2 separate regions of the Xenopus laevis genome follow, and region 2 is linked to region 1. A link is a contact called in public Hi-C data. All regions are on one chromosome and are shown on one strand. The core of a region is the stretch at or near the end of the contact, and the rest is flanking DNA. Distances in the headings are between cores, read along the strand shown.

The links. Hi-C and Micro-C count contacts between places; a contact is called where the count stands out from the background.
Region 2: a contact with region 1 is called in a Hi-C map of the XTC cell line, with 6 times the contacts expected there. The contact joins the promoter of LOC108719410 here to the promoter of nsmce2.L in region 1. A contact is called at or near these places in 2 of 4 Hi-C or Micro-C datasets (the XL177 cell line and the XTC cell line).

The regions. Positions count from the first base shown.
Region 1 is chr6L:151,479,334-151,486,955 of Xenopus_laevis_v10.1, forward strand. It overlaps nsmce2.L (NSE2 (MMS21) homolog, SMC5-SMC6 complex SUMO ligasee L homeolog), which reads left to right and starts at 2,070. Exons shown (of 7, transcript NM_001086116.1): 1 at 2,070-2,408. The coding sequence starts at 2,270.
Region 2 is chr6L:151,665,704-151,673,379 of Xenopus_laevis_v10.1, forward strand. It overlaps LOC108719410 (tribbles homolog 1), which reads left to right and starts at 4,758. Exons shown (of 3, transcript XM_018268261.2): 1 at 4,758-5,236; 2 at 7,326-7,618. The coding sequence starts at 4,916.

The DNA.
Region 1 (7,622 bases), core at 820-3,319:
ATGAACTGATGTGAACAAGAGACTGGAATATGAATAGGAGAGGCCTGAATAGAAAGATGAGGAATAAAAAGTAACAATAACAATACATTTGTAGCCTTACAGAGCATTTGTTTTTTAGATGGGGTCAGTGACCCCCGTTTGAAAGCTGGAATGAAGAAGAAGGCAAATAATTCAAAAACTATAAAAATAAATAAATAATGAAGACTAACTGAAAAGTTCTAAAATATACTAAAAGTTAACTTATGGGTGAACCACCCCAGTTTTAACAATAACGTTCGGTTTGTGAATTGAAACCGTCGTGTTATGAATCTAATGCAAAAACAATTCCGAGCAGCTTCCCAGTATATATTCATTGCGCAGTTCCAGTGGATTTCCAGTTCTGCGTATTGAAAACCAACATCTGTCTGTTTGTATTGTGTGTGCACTGCTGGCTGTGACTCATGAAACGGTGGAGCAGGAGGCAACTGATAAAAAAAAAACTCTGCAAAAGTGTTACTGTCCTCTCAGAATCTCTACTGATAAAATATTGTTCATAGATATATACAGGGTCACCATCATTTTTCAGGGGGCCAGCTATATGTAAAAAACAAAAACAAAAAACAAGTCAAACCCCCATTGGTAGCCAAAAAATAGTGCTCTGCGGTTTAATAATAGTGCTCAGTGGAACTAACAATTCTTCTTCCTCGGTTCCTTTCGTCAGCAGCTCGGCTCCTACTTTAGCTGCTGAGTGACCCGACTAATCCAGGGGGGCCTGGAGCCACGGATATAGGAGCCACGGAGCCCGGGAGGATTGTTCCCCCAGTACCCAGCCCTGAAAAAAAAAAAATATATATATATAGATATATATGGATATATATAGATATATATGTGAATGCATTTTTTAGGTACCAGTCATCCGCCTACCCCATCCCCTTAGGGCAAGGCCAGACGTGACGTTTTTACGTTGCGTTTTTAAAAAAGAACAGCCAGGCGTAAATCCGCCACTGAAACCACATGCGACCGTCAACATGCGTTTTTCATGCATTTTCAGCACGTAGGATTCTTTTCCCAACATGCACTTCTCATTGTTTTCATTGTTCTCATTGAGAATTTGGACGCCATGTTTAAAATACGCTGCGTATTTACGCAAAGTGTGGTTTCAAACGTGCAGATCCCATAGAGTCTATTGACTTGGTAGTTTCTTGACGTATTGGCGTTTCTGCTAAAAAAACGCTAAAAATCAGCATTGCTGCCTTGCAGCTCTAGGGTCCAGCGTTTTGATTCCAACCAGGGAACTCACTGCAGGGAGTTTGTAATGCAACTGTTAAAGGGGTGCTTCACCTTTGAATTAACTTTTAGTATGATGTAGAGAGTGATATTATGACACTATTTGTTTGTTTTTTTCATGTTTTATTATTTGTGGATTTTGAGTTATTTCACTTTTTATTCAGCAGCTCTACAGTTTCAGCAGTCTGGTCGCTAGGGTCCTAATGACCCTAACAACCATTTACTGATTTGAATAAGAGACTAGGATATGAATGAGAGGCCTGAATATAAAGAGGAGTAATAAAAAGTAGCCATAACAATAAATGCGTAGCTTTACAAAGCATTTGTTTTTTTGTTTTTTTTAGATGGGGTCAGTGACCCCATTTGAAAGCTTAGAAAGTGTCAGAAGAAAAAGGCAAATAATTCAAAACTATCAAAAATAAATAATGAAGATGTTGATGAAAAGTTGCTTACAATTGGCCATTCTATACCATATTAAAAGTTAACTGGAAGGTGAATCACCCCCTTAAAGTTAACCTTTTAGTCTGTTACAGAATGACCAATTCTAAGCAGCTTTCCAATTGGTCGTCATCACTTATTGTTTTTTAAAGTTTTTGAATTATTTGCCGTCATCTTCTGACTCTTTACAGTTTACAAATGGTGGCCACTGATCCCATCTAAAAAACAAATGCTCTGTAAGGCTACACATTTAGAGGCACATTTATCAAGGGTCGCATTTTTTTTTTTAGAGAGTTTTGACCATAAAAAAAAATTAGAATTTTCAATTTGACCCTTGATAAATCTGCCCCTTATTGTTATTGCTACTTTTTATTACTAAGCTTTCTATTCAGGCCTCTACTATTCATTTTCCAGTCTCTTATTCAAATCAATGCATGGTTGCTAGGGGAAGTTGGACCCTGGCAACCAGATTGCTGAAATTGCAAACTGGAGAGCTTTATTCTAATTATTCTAAGGAATTTATTTTACTTTTTTTTTTTTTTTTTTTTTTGTAGAAACTTTCAAAATGTCTGGCCGGTCAGCGCCTGTGGTTTCCTTCAGCTCTGTGGATAACTCCCTGTCATCTCTAAAAAACTGCCAGGGCTACCTACACACGGGAATGGATATCACGGTCAGTGTGGCCCTCGACCTGCTCGAGACTGGATGTAAGTTCTACGTTTATTTACTTCTAAACCTGTTGTTGGGTCTCACAACTAATGATGTGCCAAATCCAGAGTTTGGGTTGGTATTTGAGATTCGGCATTTTTTTGGCAGGTTTTGGATTCAATCAAGTCCAAGTGCCTGAACCAAATCTCAATTGATCTACAGGCTAAATGTCACTTCCAGTTTTATGTCGGTTGCTTTTCTTTCAGGCAGAGATACTTTATAGACATCAGATTGTGGTGCTGGGCATCCCTGTGGGGCTGGTTCACCTTTAAATTAACTTTTAGTATGTTCTAGAATGGCCAATTCTAAGCAACTTTTCAATGTATTTTTTTTTTAATATTTCCCTTCAACTTTCCAGCTTTCAAAATGGGGTCGCTGATCTCATCTAAAAACAAATGCTCTGTAAGGCTACACATGGGGAGGCACATTTATCAAAGGTCAATTTCCAAATTCATGTCAGTTTTTAAAAACTCCCCTAAACTCCCATAAATGTGAAATTCGAAATTCATTAATAAAATCGAGTATTCAAAACACGGATGAGTTCAATCGACCCGAAAACTGGAATCTAATTGGATTCGAATTTTAAAAACTCGATTTTTGAAAAATAGCTTCAAATTGATCCCTTTACCTCTCCCATTGACTTAAACAGCAATTCGGCAGGTTTTAGGTGGCGATTAGTTGAATTTGAATTCTTAAAGGTATGAGTATGATAAATCTCAAAAATCGAATTAGAATTTTTTAAAAAACTCAAATCGAATTTGAATAACTCCCTAGTCGTATTTGGCAGTGTTGACCATAAAAAATGTTCAAATTCGAATTTTCAAATCGACCCTTGATAAATCTGCCCCTTATTGCCATTGCTACTTTTTATTCATCACCTTTTTATTCAGGCCTCTCCTATTCATATTCCAGTCTCTTATTCAAATCAATGCATTGGTTGCTAGGGAATTTGGACCCTAACAACCAGACTGCTGAAATTGCAAACTGAAGAGCTGCTGAATAAAAAGCTAAATAACTCAAAAACCACAAATAATAAAAAAATTAAAACCAATTACAAATTGTCTCAGAATATCCCTCTCTACATCATACTAAACTGTGACTCAAAGGTGGGATGGGTGGGTCAGTGTGATTTGAATTGCGCCAATACTTGGTGAAATCTGATAGTGATCACCTGGTTTTATTTATCCGCATTGTTTGTGTTCCTGGATGTGACATCTTTTTATGTAGTCACCTGTAAGTTGTGTTCGTTCTTTCTCTCATTTTACGTTTTCCTGAATATTTTACGTTAATTTTTTAGTTATGTAAATAGATGACCTTTCAGCTGGTGCAGGGAGCTGTAGGACAGGAACCAATCAGCAGCTAGCAGGACCTGATAGGGAACTGAAGCCTGTCTGTGCTGGTGTGACTGCAGGGCTGTGATTGGCTGTCTCCCTCCTACTGTGCTTCTGGCAGGGACTGTTAGGACACGCCCACCCCTCATTTGAAACAGGGACCAGAGAACATCTATAGGGAGCTCCAATAAAGCAGCTATTTTTAAAGATAATATTAATTTTTAGCACCATGTAAAAGCAACACCATATATTAATTATTATACTGATTTTACACCTGCGGCGCTCTTGAAGTGGAGGTTAACAGGGATCGACACCAGTTTAAAAATCGTTTCCCCGCTCTGCCGCTTTTGGGAAGACAGGGAATCCTTTCTAAGTGTATTATCAATCGAATATAAGTTCCTTATCTGTCCGTGCGTCTCGCTCTCTGTCCCACTGCATGTGTTTAGTGCTCTGTAACGGTCTCACTCCCGTACCGGCAATCAGTCCTCCTGTGATCCAGATTTCGAGCTCTCTCAAGTCCACACTTGTTCTTGGAGCGGTTTCCTTATTTTAGACGTAAGGGCTGCTCATTTTTGTCCAACGCGTTTCGCAGACTTCGATCCGCTTTCTCGAGGACTTCCAAGGAGCGAGACGCACGGACAGATAAGGAACTTATATGCGATTGATTTTCTTTTATCCTGTGAGTGTAATTTGTATGCGGGGATTATATTGAACTAAAACGAAATACTACACTTAGAAAGGATTCCGTGTCTTTTGCACTTTTATTTTTTACTATATATTACTCATAATTGCCTACAAAATTAGGGTTTTTTCATTTCTCCTTTAAACAGTAGTAGTTTATTGCTGTGACTCCTTCATAACAAGTACAGTGGCACAACCTTTACTCCTCACCTCTCCCTAAAGAGACTGCTGTCCCTTCCTCTATCACTGCCAGAATGGCCACTGTATTTCCTGTTCCTGTTTGCTTTATTCACTTCACTTCAGTACCAACAACTTTCACAGTTCAACTTATGACTCACTGCCACCTAGTGGCCAAATGAATTATATATTAACCATTACTTAACAATTCACATTTCACCCCTTACATGCCGCCACAACTCACCTCTGCTGTGCACTTACCTCCTGCCAGACGGACCGGTCCACTGGGTGCCGGGGTAGAATGGGAATTCTCATGGTAACCAATCAAGTGACATTTTAAACCAAATGAAACTATATGAATTCTCATATTGTATGGTAATTTCTGCATGTGTATGTCCATCATAAGATTGAAGGAAGATTTCGAGTTGGGGAGAATTATTGGATAAAGATACAACACTGGTGCTGCTTGGCAAAAGCCAGAGCAGTTCGTAACATCTGTATATAAATATATTTCTAAGCAATGGGAATATTCACTTTAAAGGGTGGTTAACTTTAAATATGTTATAGAATGGTTAATTCTAAGTAACTTTTCATTTGGTCTTCATTATTTTTTTTTTTATAGTTTTTTTCAATTTATTGGCTTCTTCTTACTCTTTCCAGCTTTCAAATGGGGGTCACTGACCCCATCTAAAAACAAATGCTCTGTAAAGCTATACATTAAGGAGGTAATTTAATAAGGATCAAGTTGTGTTTTCCATGATAATTTGAGTTTTCGAGTTGATTATTTGGTCAAAATTCACATTTTCGGGTTAAAAATTTTTTTCTTTCAAGATTTATTATACCCCGACTCTGGAAATAGTTCAAATCTGGAAATAGCCATCTAAAACCTGTTGAAGTCATGTAAAAGTCAGTGGCAGAGGTCCCTTTAACCATTTGAAGATGTTAACAGCCTTCATGATGTTTGAGTTTTTTCTAAACATTTTGCCACGAAAACTCAATCAATTCAAGCGATTCGAGTTTCCGAGTTGTTAACCCTGAACTCCCTAATTCAAGTTTTTTCTTCGACCTTTCATAAGTTACCCCCTTATTGTTATTGTTACTTTTTATTTCTCATCTTTCTATTCATGCTTCTCCTATTCATGTTCCAGTCTCTTATTCAAATCAATGCATGGTTGCTAGGGGAATTTGGACCCTAGCAACCTGATTGCTGAAATTGCAAACTGGAGAGCTGCTGAATAAAAAGCTAAATAACTCAAAAACCAAAAATAATAAAAAATAAAAAACAATTGCAAATTGTCTCAGAATATCTCTCTCTACATCATACTAAAAGTTAATTTACAGATGAACAACCCCTTTAAAATTATTTCTTTGGGGCCAACCTACATGATCAGAATAGGTGCCTGGTCAGAACTTTCCTATATAACCAGCCGAAAGCTGAAGCTTATGATTGCATTTACTAGGCAGCAGCCATTGTACCATAGATCTTACATACTGTAAAGCACTCAAACGAAAAATTTGATTTTTTAATTTTAAGTTTTAATTTAAAAAATATATTAACGTTAAAAGGTCAGCTAACAAATACCAACCATTGAGCAGTTCACATTGCTCGGCCTGTGTAAGTAGAATAATAAAGCAAATTACTCTGATTGGTTGCTCTTGGGATCCTTCCTTGTTACATGCATATGATCCGTTATCTGCAAACCCATTATTCAGAAAGCTCTGAATTACAGGAAAGCTCTTTCCCACTGACTCCATTTTAATCAAATAATTGTAATTTTTAAATATGATTTCCTTTTTCTCTGTAATAATAAAACAGTAGCTTGTACTTGATCCCAACTAAGATATAATTAATCCTTATTGGAAGCAAAACCAGCCTATTGGGTTTATTTAATGTTCATATACTTTTCTAGTAGATTTAAGGTATGAAGATCCAAATTACTGAAAGATCTTTTATCTGGAAAACCCCAGGTTCCCGAGCATTCTTGAGAACAGGTCCCACATCTATACTTGATCCCAGCTAAGATATAATTAATCCTTATTGGAAGCAAAACCAGCCTATTGGGTTTATTTAATATTTACATGATTTTCTAGTAGACTTATGGTATGAAGATCCAAATTACAGAAAGATCCGTTATCTGGAAAATCCCAGGTCCTGGGCATTCTGGATAACAGGTCCCGTACCTGTACTTGATCCCAACTAAGATATAATTAATCCTTATTGGCCTATGTAGAATAGAATAAAGTAGAATAGTAAAGCAATTTTCTGGAAAGCTATTTCCCATTGACTTCATTTTAATCATATAATTTTAATTTTTAAAAATTAAATTTTTAAAAATTAAAAAAAATGTCCTTTTTTCCCTGTAGTTATAAAACAGTCGCTTGTACTTGATCCCAACTAAGATATAAAAATTAATCCTTATTGGAAGCAAAACCAGACTATTGGGTTTATTTAATGTTTAAATGATTTTCTAGTAGACTTAATGTATGAAGATCCAAATTACGTAAAGATGTTTTATCTGGAGAAACCCCAGGTTTCCGAGTGCTGTACCTATCTATACAAGTTTGCCACAGTCAGTAGGGCGAGTTTTTGGTTATTTCCACTAGGTGGCAGGTAACTAGGTGTTATCGAGAATGTTAGAATGAAATAAATCCTGTGCTGCTGTCATGGTAAATCAGTGAATAGTTTTGTCAGAGCTCAGACATTTAGGGAGAAAGCTTTAGTGAAATTTGTGAGTGTAGCAAGAATGTGCCGGTGCCCCTGATCGGTGTAAGTGAGGCAGCAGCTACTCTTCTTACAGATAGAATTGCTTCTGTAACTGGCACCGTTTTGTGGTTTTCACTTTTATAAATAATTTCTCCCTTAGAGGCTGATCCTGTCCTTCTCCTAAAGATCAGTTCATCAGCTCCAGTAATAGCACGGGGTGTTAGAGAGACACCGAAGGGTTCAGATGTAAATATGAGTGCTAGTGTGGAATCAGATCTGAAATGGTTTTGCCTTATACAGGTATGGGACCTGTTATCCAC
Region 2 (7,676 bases), core at 3,508-6,007, 190 kb after region 1:
TTTAGGGTGGTACTTACAGTGTCCTGTGCATGGACTGCATAGTCATGCAGTCTTGGTGCATTAGACAATCTCTACGGTTAGCAAAGGCACATGACTAGTGTATGGGGACCCACAGTTCCCAGCCTTCCCCTCCATTGGTGCATCACCCAAAGAAGATGAATCTATGGGGCATATTAAGGTTATTTTACTCTCCTTCTGGATACAACTGCCACATACTGGACCCCCCTAAAGGCCCATAGGGAATTTTACCTGCTTGAATCTCCTGGCCCAGTGTGCATTCCAATTAGATGAGCCTCTTCCCCTCTTCTCATTAAGCACAATTACTGCTCTCTGCTAATGACTTTCTTTGGTTAGTCGAATGCTAAGTGAATAAGGATTTCCTGTTTACTTGTTTCTCGTCGGAGCTATTTACACGGCATTCAGCTCTGTGGCATAAATAGAGGCGACGTACAGTGGTTTGGAGATGTTTCCTGTACCAACAGAACTTCACCATTAAGTCAAACGGCTACAGAATGCGTCTTAAGGTGGCCAAGGATGTTGAGATTTTTCAAAGGTATTTTTGTTATCGTAGGGCCTGAAACCATTGTTTAAATGCACCATTTGTCCATCAACAAAAAAAAAAACATTTCCGAGGGTATGGTCTAGCTGGGAAACTGGGGTACTGCCTGCTGGGCCCTGAAAACAATTGGACAATGGATACATTTCACTCTGACCAATGAAAATTTTCTAACTGACCAATGTCAGCCGAAAATTCAGTGCCCACTAACCTCATGAGAATTTGACTGGTTTGTTGGATCGCATGAATATTGGTCAAAAAATCTAAACGTCTATAGACGGACGATCCTGGCCCCTACCCTGCTTGAGGCAGCCGCCCCTCCCCGCGTACTCAGCTTTATGTGTTGAGAGGGGTCCACAACATTGGCGGAGGGGTCCAGGAGGCAATAGAGCCCGTCATTAGAAGAGCCGAATTTCCAGTTTGAAAAATCGAAGTTTGGCTCTTCAAGTTACAGGAGCTGCATTTTGCCGCCCCTGGTAACTAGTGGGTTTTTCAACTAGTCTCATTGGTGCGGTGCCCCTGTGTCTATGGGCAACTTTAAAGTCACAGATCTCCAGGGTACAGTTCTCAGGGGCAGGTGCAGCACTGACAGGACTAGGGGCAACTGTTTTCTGGATGATGAGCTGCACAGTCTATACACAATACATCAGTATAGAGATCAGGGGTCAGATGGTACCTGCAATGGACACTCACCCCAACAGCATGAGACTGGGAGCAACTTTAGTCCCCGCATCTCACTAAAACATGCCTGGCTCATTGGTCAGGCTATGGGCAATGTAAATATATCTATCATCTATCTGTCATGTTTTCTATCTAGTATCTATTATCTATCTATCATCTCTCTATCTATCATCTCTCTATCTATCATCTATCTATCTATCATCTATCTACCTACCTACCTATCTATCTCTCTCTCTCTCTCCTTATCTATGTATCATCTATCTGTCCCTCCATCCCTCTATCTATCGTCTCTCTCTCTCTATTTATATATCTGTCTATCTATAATCTATCTATCTATTGCTCTCTCTGTCTATCAATCATCTATCACTCTCTCTCTATCTAGTTATCTATCTGTCATCTATCTATCAATCATCTATTGCTCTCTCTCGCTCTATGTATGTATGTATGTATGTATGTATGTATGTATCTATCTATCAATCTTCTATCTATCTATCATCTATGTATTTATCATCATCATCTATCTATCATCATCTATGCATCCATGCACATCTGTCCCTGCTCAAGATATTGCTGAGCACTTCAAAAACAAAATTGACACTATCAGAAGGGACATTACACTACTCAACCCCCCTAGACTTCCACCACCCTCCCTCCACACTCCCCAGTCTCTCCTGTGCTCCTTCACCCCTGTCACTGATGAGGAAGTCTCAAAGCTTCTGGCCTCTTCTCACCTTACCACCTGCCCGCTTCATCCAATTCCGTCAAAACTTCTCCGCAATACCAATCCTTGTCTAATCAAAGCCTTAACTCACCTATTTAATCTTTCCCTCTCAACTGGACTGTTTCCTTCTCAACTAAAACATGCTCCTGTCACCCCCATTCTGAAAAAACCCTCTCTTGATCCCTCCAATCTTGACAACCTCCAACCTATCTCTCTGCTACCTTTCATCTCTAAACTACTTGAGCGCCTAGTCTACAACCGACTTATCTCATTCCTCTCTGACAATAACCTGCTGGACCCCCTACAATCTGGTTTTAAGCCACAACACTCCACGGAAACTGCCCTGACTCGACTAACTAATGACCTCTTAACCGCTAAAGCCAACAATCATTTCTCACTACTAATACTGCTTGATCTCTCAGCCGCATTTGACACTGTAGATCACCCTCTCCTCCTCCAGTCCCTCCAGTCGCTTGGCCTTCGTGACACAGCCCTGTCCTGGTTCTCTTCTTACATCACCAATCGTTCCTTCAGTGTCTCCTACAATGGAGTATCATCTTCTCCCCTACCTCTTTCTGTTGGAGTTCCTCAAGGCTCTGTCCTGGGACCATTACTATTCTCCCTCTATACTTCCTCCCTTGGCAAATTAATAAATTCGTATGGTTTTCACTACCACCTCTATGCTGACGATACTCAGATCTATCTCTCATCTCCTGATCTCAATCCAAAACTCCTAACTCGCGTCTCCTCCTGCCTGTCCGCTATCTCTACCTGGATGTCGCAATGCTACCTTAAATTAAACCTCTCTAAAACTGAAATGGTTCTCTTTCCTCCAACTAACACCAGTAGCATCCCCGAAGTATCCATCATAGTTAACAATTCCACTATCACCCCCTCTCCCTAGGCCCGGTGCCTTGGGGTTATCCTAGATTCTGCGCTGTCATTCACTCCTCATATCCAGTCATTTATTAAATCATGTCACTTCCACCTAAGGAACATATCCAAAATACGATCATTTATCACCCAAGACGCTGCCAAAATTCTTATTCACTCTCTCATCATATCGCGTCTAGACTACTGTAACTCTCTCTTAATTGGCCTCCCCCTCCAGAGACTGTCACCTCTCCAGTCCATAATGAACACTGCTGCGAGGCTCATACACCTCAGCAACCTCCTCTGCCTCGCCATTCTGTCAATCCCTGCACTGGCTTCCGTTACCTTTCAGAATCAAATTCAAATTAATGACACTGACTTTCAAAGCACTTCACAACTCTGCTCCACCCTACATCTCTGAACTCATCTCTATATACTCACCCACTCGCTTACTACACTCCTCTACTGACCTGCTACTCAACTCTTTTCTCATTACCTCCTCACATACTCGCATTCAAGACTTTGCAAGGGCTGCACCCCTCCTCTGGAATTCTCTCCCACGGTCTGTCCGACTTTCTCCCAACCTTTCTACTTTCAAAAAATCTCTGAAAACGCACTTCTTTCGAGAAGCCTCCCCTCACTCTGCTTAACTACCAAACGCAACACCACATACAATACCACATTTCTCACCCACTCAATTCGATCTTGCCCACTCCCACACCTTGTGTATTACTCCCTTCCCTTTAGACTGTATGCCTATTCATAGGGCCTTCTTCACCATTTTGTACCTGTATTGATTGTGATGTTTGTTACTCCATATATTCTATATATGTAATTCATGTGATGTAGTTGTATAATCACATTTACTTTACAGTGCTGCGCAATATGTTGGCGCTGTATAAATACATGTTAATAATAAATAATAATAATTATATGTCATGTAATCTATATAATATCTGTCTGTCTGTCATCATCATCTATATGTCATGTAATCTATCATCTATCTATCTATTTATTATCTATCTGTGTGTCTGTCTAGTTAGTATATATTTCTAAGCAAAGCAACTCCTGATTTATTATATATTTCCATGATATTGACCTTACTGCCCCTAGAGGACACTAGGAGTAATGGCAACAGTACTAGACTGGGAAGTTAATAGGAAGGTGAATGTCCCCATTGCTATTTATACAGTGACATCATAACAGTTAACTTATTATTACACACTCACCTGTACCATATAAATCTATATATTATAACCTGTACATTAGTACAATACTGATTCCACTGACTGAAGACACACACACACACACAGATGCCCTTAATTACATAGTTACACTATATACAGTGTAAGTTACACAGATTTGTAAATATGTATCAATCTATATATAAGTGATATACACAGTCACGTGATACAGGTCCCTCTATATAGAACTAATATACACAGTCAGATGAGAGTCATTTACAAGTCACCCTACAGAATGTCTAGGAGTCAGGACTTGGTTGTCTCTCAGGGAATGCTGGGAGATGTAGTAAAGTGTGAGCTCTGCAGCCTGTGTGCCCCCAGCACTTGTTCTCTCTCTGCTGCAGGAATAGTCAATTCAGGAACTGATGAATGAAGTGAATGATTTAATTCCTAAATGATGAATTCCTGTCCAACAATAAGATACTTAGTGCTAGTGGGTTCTAGAGCAAAATCCCCCTGTTATTGAACAAAGGCTCCTAACAGAGGCTGCTGGGAGTTGTAGTTCAGTCTGCGGAGTTGCAGCGACGCCTCATTCATTCTCTTACATTTCCACTCTCAGGACAAGAGGCCCCTCCCCTCAGAATGACGCCAGAGAGTAATCCCGCCCCCCGGTCAGATCGCTGCTGTTGCGTAAGCGCCGGGGGGCGTGGCCGGCGTGTTGAGGAGCGAGTGACAGGAGGAGGCGCTGATACTGGGACTGATCCTGGAGTTGAGAGAAGCCAGAGGGAGCCGGGAGCTCGGAGTAGTCGCACCTGTCCCGTTACCTCTTGAGTCTGGATACGGGAGAGGATTCGCGCATCCCGGCGTTAAGTCACATGCTGGCGGATATTCGCTTTGGATATGTCTGTGTGCCCAATGGTCGCCAACGTTCCGCGGCAGAGCCGACTGAGTGCCCTCCGTCTGGCCGTCTGTAGAAGCGCCTCCTCCAAGCGACTGGAGAGCGACGAACCCCCGGCTAAATGTCCCCGGCTCATCGACAGCCCCACGGACAATGGCTTCCTGCCTTCCCCCGGCTCCCCCCAGCCCAGCAGCCCCCACGGAACCAACTGTCACCCGCAAGGACCGACCTGTATCGGCAACTGCCTCCTGCTCCCCACCGGGGGCCGACAGCACGTCTACCGGGCTCTCCAGCTGCATTCCGGGGCCGAGCTGCAGTGTAAGGTGCGCTGGAGCCACTCACTAGCATTACCTTTAGCATTATTATTATTAGCTTTATTATTATTATTATTATATGAGACTGGTCCCTCTTATACACAACTGTCACATCACTGGCTCATGTGCAGCTCAGACTGGGGCATCTGGCATTTCTCCTGCACAGTGACACATGGGGGTGCGAGGAGATCAGCTGGGGGCTGAGCTCTCAGGGGGGGGATCCTGTAAGAAATATTGGGGGGAATGTGCACCCTGGGAACCAGCGATTAGTTTGGGGGGTTAATGTGCGGTACAAGTGCATCATTGTTGGTACAAGTGTATGTGCAGGAGGGGTAACTGTATGTGTATAGACTGGCACTGTATAATTGTATATAATTGTATATAATGTGTATATTGTGACTGGAGATCTGGCAGGTACTTAGACTGGGGCTCATTTACCTTGGGCAGAGGCAGAGGAGTCTGTATACACTCAGGTGCATCTAGTGGCACATACTGATATCATTGGGCAACTGTCAGTGATTGCTGGTGGTACAGTATGTGTGTATATCTAAGTGTATCTATATGTATGTGTGTATATGTGTAAGTGTGTGTATATTTATGTAAGTAAGTGTATATGTGTAAGTGTGTAACTATGTGTATATGTATGTAAGTGTATATGTGTAAGTATGTGTATATGTATGTATGTGTGTAAGTGTGTATGTATGTGTAAGTGTGTGTGTATATGTATGTATGTGTGTATATGTGTAAGTGTATCTATATGTATGTGTGTATATGTGTAAGTGTGTGTATATGTATGTGTGTATGTATGTAAGTAAGTGTATATGTGTAAGTGTGTAACTATGTGTATATGTATGTAAGTGTATATGTGTAAGTATGTGTATATGTATGTATGTGTGTAAGTGTGTATGCCAGGCACTCCCATGACCTCTCTTTAGGGACACGCTCAGTTGGCATCGCTCTCTTCCTTCTGTTCTGCTTATTTAATCGTCTCCTTTCACTGCTCAGACCTGCATCTTATTCTTAATTGCTTTTATATTTAACCTTCCTCGTATGAAACTGACTGATTTTTGGGGGGGCAACTGTACCCCCCACCACACACTTCATACCCCCTTCACCCTGTAGTCTCCTGCGTTGCTACCTGCTCCGTCCTCCCATTGTGACATCTATAGGATACGCATGTCTCAGCACTTACTCGTGCGCATTTCACAAGGCACCATCCTATCCCACTCGGTGTCTGGGACGCCACATCATAGCCGTTGTGACATTCAATTCAGTTCCACCTTCTTTTGTAATTATTTCTCACTCGCTCCCTGTACTGGACCAAGGGGTAATTGGGATATAAGATCCCATCTCTCCTGCAGCTGCTCCAGGTCCTTCTTCCCAATCCCCATGAAATTCCTCACAAAAATTGCACTTCCCAAGCTACAACACTTTGCATTTAAAGTGCTTGTTTTGCACACAGTGCTGCCCCCTAGTGTTGCTATTGAGCTGAGCGCTGCACAAATTCTTTCTTTTAAATCTGTTTTTGGCTTCTGTTAGCTCCTGTGTTGTTTTTTTCTAACAAGGGTTTCTGTCTTCTTTTTTTTTTGTTTAAAGCTTTTAGAGCTATTGTGCTAGCAGAATTAGCCAGTGACTACTCATATAGCCCCCCCCCAGCTATTGCGGCGTCAAGTTCTTGGCATTGGAGCTGTTATAAATTTTTTTTTTTTTAAAAACTTGAAAACGGTGCAGGATTTTTGTTTTGTTTTTTAAATGTTTTATTGGATGTTTCACAATAAACAGCAAGAAGAAAATAACATGACGGCTACTTTCTTGCAGACTCGAAATCATTTAACAAGTAACAGACAAGTGTGCAAGTTCAATAAGAACATGAATATGAATTAAAAAAAAAATGTTAAAATAAACCTGTTTCTATTCAGTTATCGGACAAAGTAGTAACAATGTGAAGCAGCATTTTTGTTGTTGTTGCCAAAAGGTTTGTGTTATCATGTGTGTCACTGGGTTGCACAGCGGCTTCTTTAAGTTCTGTAAATGAGACTAGTTTTGGTGATTAAAGAAACGGAATATTAAAATGTGTTTTTTTTCTTTAATATTTCAGGTTTTTCCATTAAAACACTACCAGAAGAAAATCGAGTCTTACATTCACCTGCCCTGGCACCGGAATATCACGGGGATTGTGGAAGTCATTCAGGGGGACAGCAAGGCCTATGTGTTCTTTGAGAAGGATTTTGGGGACATGCACAGTTACGTGCGCGGCTGTAAGCGTCTCGGAGAAGAAGAAGCCGCCAGACTGTTCCGCCAAATCGTCAGCGCCGTCTCCCACTGCCATCGATCTTCAATAGTCCTCGGGGATCTTAAACTCAGGAAGTTTGTGTTTGCAGATAAGGAAAGGTGAGCGGCTGCCCTCTAAATAAATGGTTCCCAACAGGGTCAGACTGAGGATCTCCTT